2 separate regions of the Ovis canadensis genome follow, and region 1 is linked to region 2. A link is a contact called in public Hi-C data. All regions are on one chromosome and are shown on one strand. The core of a region is the stretch at or near the end of the contact, and the rest is flanking DNA. Distances in the headings are between cores, read along the strand shown.

What was found. A called contact is a pair of places that touch in the nucleus more often than the background predicts.
Region 1: a Hi-C map of fibroblasts shows a contact between it and region 2, with 2.3 times the contacts expected there. The contact joins the enhancer-like site here to the promoter of AHDC1 in region 2. A contact is called at or near these places in 2 of 2 Hi-C or Micro-C datasets (fibroblasts and lung).

Annotation. Positions count from the first base shown.
Region 1 is chr2:245,018,909-245,022,166 of ARS-UI_OviCan_v2, reverse strand. AHDC1 (AT-hook DNA binding motif containing 1) reads right to left here. Exons shown (of 7, transcript XM_069578903.1): 3 at 3,220-3,258. Among named protein-coding and RNA genes, the nearest start is that of AHDC1, 46 kb to the right of the region's middle. Within about 2 kb of position 1,831, the one cell type or tissue checked has open chromatin away from gene starts, as enhancers often do. A contact at or near this core is called in fibroblasts, where this site is marked.
Region 2 is chr2:244,973,172-244,976,327 of ARS-UI_OviCan_v2, reverse strand. It overlaps AHDC1 (AT-hook DNA binding motif containing 1), which reads right to left and starts at 1,328. Exons shown (of 7, transcript XM_069578903.1): 1 at 1,305-1,328; 2 at 516-613.

The sequences.
Region 1 (3,258 bases), core at 582-3,081, 45 kb before region 2:
ACTAGATCGCTTCGGGTTCTGTTCTCTCTCATGCCCGCCTGCAGACTGTGGTCGGGCCCCTTCTAGGCCAGGCCCTCTCTGCTTCAAGAATCTCACCGCTGCTCTTGTGGGAAGAACTGTTGAGTAAGACACTCACGAAGGAGGGAAGGGGCTCAGACTCTGGAAATCTCCAGGTCCTACTTCCAACAGCCCAGCTGACCCGAGGCTCCCACTGCCCTCTTGGAGATGCCTACCACAAACCACCACCCCTCTCTTGATGAGGGTGGGGCTCACCAACCCTCCCTACTCTGGAGACCTCCCACTGGGGGCCTGAGGGTGTGACCTTGGCAGAAGAGACAAACCGCCTCTCCAGCGGCTGCTTCTGTTCCACCCACCCGTGAAGACCTCTGGGCGAGCCGTCCTGCCAGACCTCCTGACTGTCCGCGGCCTCCAGGATCTGAGGGAAGCAACTGGCTCCCCTCCCCACCACACCCAGGCAGACGTTTTCTTGGACCCCCTCCCAAGGGTACCACCTATCCCCACGTCTGTGAACAAAGTCGCAAAGGGTCCACTGTCCGTCGTCTGTCTGCTTCTGGGTCAGTGTGTCTTGAGCCTGCCTGTGGGGACACCCGCCGGCTGGGAGGGGGGCTGGGGGCCCCAACCTGCTGCGCACAGTGTCGGGAAGGGCCAGCCCACATCCTTGAGTCCCCAGCCCCACCCTCCCCCGCTGCGGCTCTGACCACCCCACCCCTTCCCCAGCCAGCCTCCCCCTCCCCCACCCACAGCCTCCCCAGGGGAGCCGGGCTGCCAGCCCCAGCTCTCACTTCCGGCCTCATGACCCTCTCTCCAGCCTCCTCCCTACCCCACCCCCCCCACCCTGCACACACCATTTCCCTCCCAGCCCAGACCGAAGGCCCAGGGATGTCCTCAAATGGAAAACTTGGCCTCAAAGGGGGCTATCACTGCTGCAGTGAAACCTCCCCCCAGTCAGCTCCCTTGTGGGGGGACCTTTATTTCCCAGGATCTGGCCTCCCCCCCAACTCAGGAACTATGCATCACCCCCTCTTCCCAATTTCCTTCTCTTCAGCCCCCTCCCACCCACCCCTGAAGCTCTCCTTCTAACCTGACTCCGAACCAGAATCGTTACCAAAAAAATAACAATGATGAAAATAATAACGGGCAGCTGTCACTTATTTGGCATGTAAATGGAGGCTCAGAGAGGTTAAGCAAAGCCCTTAAGGACAAACAGCCATGACAGGGAAGAGTGTCTGCACTTGGGTTTGCTGAGCTCCTCTGAACCAAACTTCCCCACTGTCCAGAGAGTCAGCCCCCTCCCCCGCAGCTTCCTTGAACTGTCCTGGTCCCAACGACCAATTCTAATTTTTGACTTCTAAATTCACCCCCTCCTCTCAGTTTCTTCACCCCTCCCACCTAGGTCATTCAATGCACTACCCTCCCTCGCCACTAGGTGTCCCCTTAGAGCCACTGATGCCCCCAAGGGGAGCAAGCCCCGCCCCACCCCCTGGAATCATCAGGGCCACCCCCCAATAGCACAGCACACCCCACCCCACCCTACCCCCAGCCACACAGAGCTCCTTTGTGAAGCCCTTGCCCACCCCCTTCCTGCCCGGAGCAGGGCACCTGGCAAGCAGGTCTGCCCTAGACCCGCCCCCTGCCAGCCCCCTGCCCTGGGTGCCAGGTGTGTGGGCACCACTGCCAGCTCTGGCTGAACCCGAGGGTCACCCTGCCGGGTGGCCCTCCCTTCCTCTCTCCGAGGTCACCCAGGGACTGTGCTTCCCGCCTGCTCCGCCCCCATCCCCTCCTGCCCTTGGCCCTTCCAGACTCCTGTCCTTGTCTTTCCTTCTGTCTCCCGGAGGACACCCCTCCTCCAGCCCCACCAGGCCCTCCCCACAGCCTCACCACCGCCCACCTCCTTCCCCTGAGAGCTCCTTGTTCCGCCCCCCACCCCTCCCCGCCCAGGTCTGAAAAACTCCTCCTCCTGGAAAGTTGCTGCTGGAAAGGAAGTGACTTCAGCAGTTTGGCCACAAGGCTGGGCACTGCTGAGCCCAGCTCAGCTGAAGCCTTGCCCAGCCCACCTCCAAAGCACAAATGGAGCCACGTGCACACACATCCCCCAGCGTGTGCAGCCAGAACCCTGAACACACGCTTCCCTGGTGACACGTGGAAGAACCTCTGTGTACATGATCCACCCCACCCAGTGTGTACCCGTGTATCACCCCGGTGTATTCAGAGTCTTGTCTGCACACCTCTCCAGTGTACACTAGCACCCTGCCCAGGAACACCACCCAGCATGGTACACACAACGCTCTAGCCTCCCCACACCTGCACAGGACACACCCTGAGTCCTGCGCACTCGCTCTCATGTACCATGTATGCAGCCCGTGAATGTCTCCCAGCCCAGTCCCCCTAGACTTCTGTGTACAGCACCCTGCACACCTCAGGACAGAATCCTACACACGCCTGCTTGCACACAAGCTGGAGTACTTGCACACTAGATGCCCCGTACATTTACAATTGGGTACACCCGGCTCTGACATCCCCACCCTGACAATCCCGGGAGACTCCACCCCCCCAGACCTCAGGCCCCAGGAATGCTCTTTTGGAAGCTGGGTGGGGTCCCCAGGCAGTCTGGGCTCTAGGGAGCTTCCTGGAGCCTGAGGCTTCATGTGTCAGTTCGGGGAGTTGCCTCTGCAGGGCAGGGCCGCTCCACCTGGCCTCTGCAGCTCTCTAGCCTGCTTGGGTGGGCTCATCTGGGCCCAGGCTAGGGAGATGGTTCTTGCCCCCGGCCTTGCCCCATCTCATCCCAGGAGGGCAGCCCAGCGTACCTCAACTCCCCAGGTCCTCTCAACTTCCACAGACTCTAGGAGAGAGGGGTCCTGCGGGGTCAGCATCACACAGCAGGCATTCTGGTTTCTACCTCTGCCCTGGGTTCTGGTCACTGGGACAACCCCTTTCGCTGCCCAGTTCTCTCAGGTCATCCAGGTGCAGGTCCTCCAACTAGGAGGCAGGACTTGGGGGAACTGGCTGTATATCCATGGACCTTGCCTTTCTGGATAATGGGGAGTCTGAGTAAGTGTGGTCACAGTATTTTGATACTAAAGAGCCTCTTTTTGGCCTAAGCTGGGAGGGGAGGGATCCCTGATAGGACTGTGAAGGAAGTATCCCTGATCCCCACTTCCTGGGATGGCCAGCAGACCCAGCTTCTCTGTACACTGTTACCTGAGCAAGCTGTGCAGATAGGCCCAGCTCAGCAGCAAA
Region 2 (3,156 bases), core at 79-2,578:
AGGGGAGGGGCTTCTCCCCTCCGCAGTCTCCCCCTTTCCCAGCGCCGTTCCTAAAATCCAGCCTTGTTCTCCGCTCCCACGGTCCCCCCCTTCACCCCCCCCCCTACATTCTCAGCAAGCTGGAGAGCAAATTGCAGTTTTAAATCCAAAGACGGAGGGAGGGGGAAGGAGGAGGGGGCGCGCGGCAGCGCTGGGCGCGCACCTCGCCCCCGAGCCGGGGGAGCCGCGGGGCGGCCAGGAAACCCGAGAACCCCCCCTCCCCGCCCCCCCTTCTCGTCCACCTCCCCCTCCCCCTTCCCGGCGCTGCCTGCCAGGCTTCGAGCCGAGCCCAGCCGAGCCGCGGGCCCCGGTGGAAACAAAGACCGATCGCACCGCGGGCACCGCAGCCACGGGGTCCGGCGGACCGGACCGGGGCGCGCGGAGGGGGCGCGGGGCCCCCCCGGTGCGCTGCACAAAAGAGCCCGGCCGGCCGGTCCCCAGCGGGGGTCTAGGGCCGGGGAGGAGGCGCCACTCACCGGAGTGCTGGGCTGCCGGCTCCGTGGGTCCGAGCCAGGCGAGGGGCTTCGGGGGGCGTCTGTTTTCCGGCGGCGGCAGCGACGCGGGCGCCCGGCAGCTGGGGAGAGGAGTCGTGGAGGAGCCTTGAGCCGCCCGCCGTTGCTGACAGCATGGCTCGCGCCTCGGCTCACATTCTCCGCCGCTAACTCCGCTGGACCCGGCCCCCCAGCTCCCGCGGCGCCCCCCACCTCGATCACTCCTTCGTTCTCTCTCTGCGCCCCCTTGCTCCCCCCACCGCCACCACCGCGCACACACTCTCACAGCCCTGGACACCCCCACCCCCACCCCCCCCAATTGCAAACCTGGGAGGGAACGCGCCCCGCGTAGTCCTCCTCCTGCTCCTCCTCCTCCGCCCTCCTCCCTCCCGCTCTCTTCTGGCTGTCTGTCTGTCCCTCTGACTGTCTCAATCTCTCGCTCCCTCTGCCTTTCTCTGCTCTCAGAGCTGGGTGGGAAAAGGAAATGAGGACAGAAAGCAGACGCTGGCTTTGGGTGGTGGTAGCTGGATTCCCTCTCTCCCTCCCTCCCCCTCCTCCCCTCCCTCCTCCTGCCTTCTGCTCTCTCCGCGGCGAGCGGGGCTGAGCGCAGCCTGGCGGGTGGCTCCCGTTGCCCGCCCGCCCGCCTGTCTGTCTGTCTGGTCTGCCTCGCTCGCTCCCTCCCCTCGCCGTCTCTCGCCCTCGCCCTGCCTGCCTGCCTGCCTGCCTCTCTCCGTCTCCGCCGCCGCCGCCGCTGCCTCTGCGAGCTCGCCTTACCTTCGCCGCTCACCATCCGGAACCCCAGGGGGGAGCGCGCGCGCGGCTCGCCGGGACTTGTAGTCCCCGCCTCGGCCGCTCCGCGCGCGGAGCGGGCGGGGCGGCGCCGGCAGCTCCGACGGCGCGGCCGGGAGCCCGCAGGGGGCACCCAGCGCCCGACCCTCGCGCGCTTCCTCTTTTACCGAAGGGGGATTGCGTTCTTCCCCAAGGATCACCAACGTTCCCCACCTTCCTCGTCCCGCTGCGGGGGGCTTTGGCCGGAGCGGAGGTTGCGGGTGGGAGTGAAGGGGCGTGGTCTGAGAATGGAAAGAGTAGAATGGGGGAATCGAGGGACTAGCTAAAAGGGCTTGAGACTTTCTGGGGGCGTCCCAATTAAATGAGAGAGGAAGCGGTAAGAGGAGACGGTCGGCTCCCTGAATCTGGAGGCGTTCTCCCTTCATGAGAAGGTTACCTATTGAGTAAAGCGCAAGGGTTGATGGAGAGAGGGCTGCTCCAGAAAACTCAAAGCCCGCCCGCACCTCCTCCTCCTTTCAGGGACCCCCAATCTCAAGTTCTGAGCTCTGGGTTTAGCCACCTCCACCAAAGACTAGTTTTTCTAGAAGTCCGAGGAAGACAAGAGCATGAAGTCCTGGATTCTCCACAGATCTCTCTCTCTGTCAGACACACACACACACACACAGCCTTGCCTTCCTGAATTCGACTGAGCTTCTTCCTGGTGTCAGGAAGCAGCATTCAGATTCAACAGTTCAGAGCTCCTGCTGGGCCCAGGGGGCTGGACTCAGCACTTTCACCTACCTCCTCTGCAGGTCACATCTGTTATCCAGCCCCTAGCTCCGGCCCCCTGCCTGGCCTATCCCCACAGATGGGAATGTGCACTGCCAGGGCCTGGTTACCAAGGAGAGGTCTTTGGACAGTGCAAGAAGGAGAACTGCTGCTGCTGCCACTTTCTGAACACCGCAGGGCTCTTGAGTCCTGCAAAGACCTGGTAGAATGATTTTGTTATCATTTCCATTTTAGAGATGAGGGCACTGAGGCCCATGACCCCTACTGAAGAAGTTGGTAGAGCCCGGCTGGACCAGGGTCTGTTCCATTCCAAAGCTCACTGCTTAACCTCTGGCTCAAGCAGGGAGCTGCGACTTCCAAGCTCTCCATCTGACCTTCTCTCCCAGCGTCTGTGTGTCCTCCCTTGGCACTTAAATTCGACAAATGTTAACTGAGGTGTGCAGGGCTCACAGGGGACACGGAGATGAATAATGCATGGTGGCTGTCCTGTCCCCGGCGTCTACCAGCACCAGCCCCGACTGGTCCTGTGCTAGTCCCACTTCATCTATGTGTCTGATATTCCTTTGCCCAATGTCTGCTGGCTTTTTCTGTCTTGCTCTGTGTCTGAAGTCCCTTCAGCAGTGCCTTTGTCCTTGGCCCACCCGTTTCGGACTCTTCCTTTGGCCCTGCAGGGTGATACGAGGTGATGGCCAGCGTGTGACAAAAGGCAGGTGGTGTCGTTTTGCTAACAGCAGCTCCCTGTCACCACCTGCAAGCCCCTCCTCTAAGACAAAAAAGTTGGGGGGATCTGGGGGACACTCTGTTGGCCCTTTGCAGGGAGTGGGGGCACCACAGCCATGGAAGAGGTCTAGGGCTCTAAATAGTTCCATCTATTGATCTGGCATCATCCGGGCTGCTGACCAGCCGCAGAGGCACCCATTTGGGAGTAGCTTCTCCTTACAGGCAAGCCCTGGGTTCAAAGATTTATCAGTTGAATGGGAACCATTGTAAGATCAGATATTAACGAAAGAAAGCAATGGTTAAAGTTGTTAGGGGCCCTTTGCAGCTCCCCAGCCTGACCTAAAGTTAC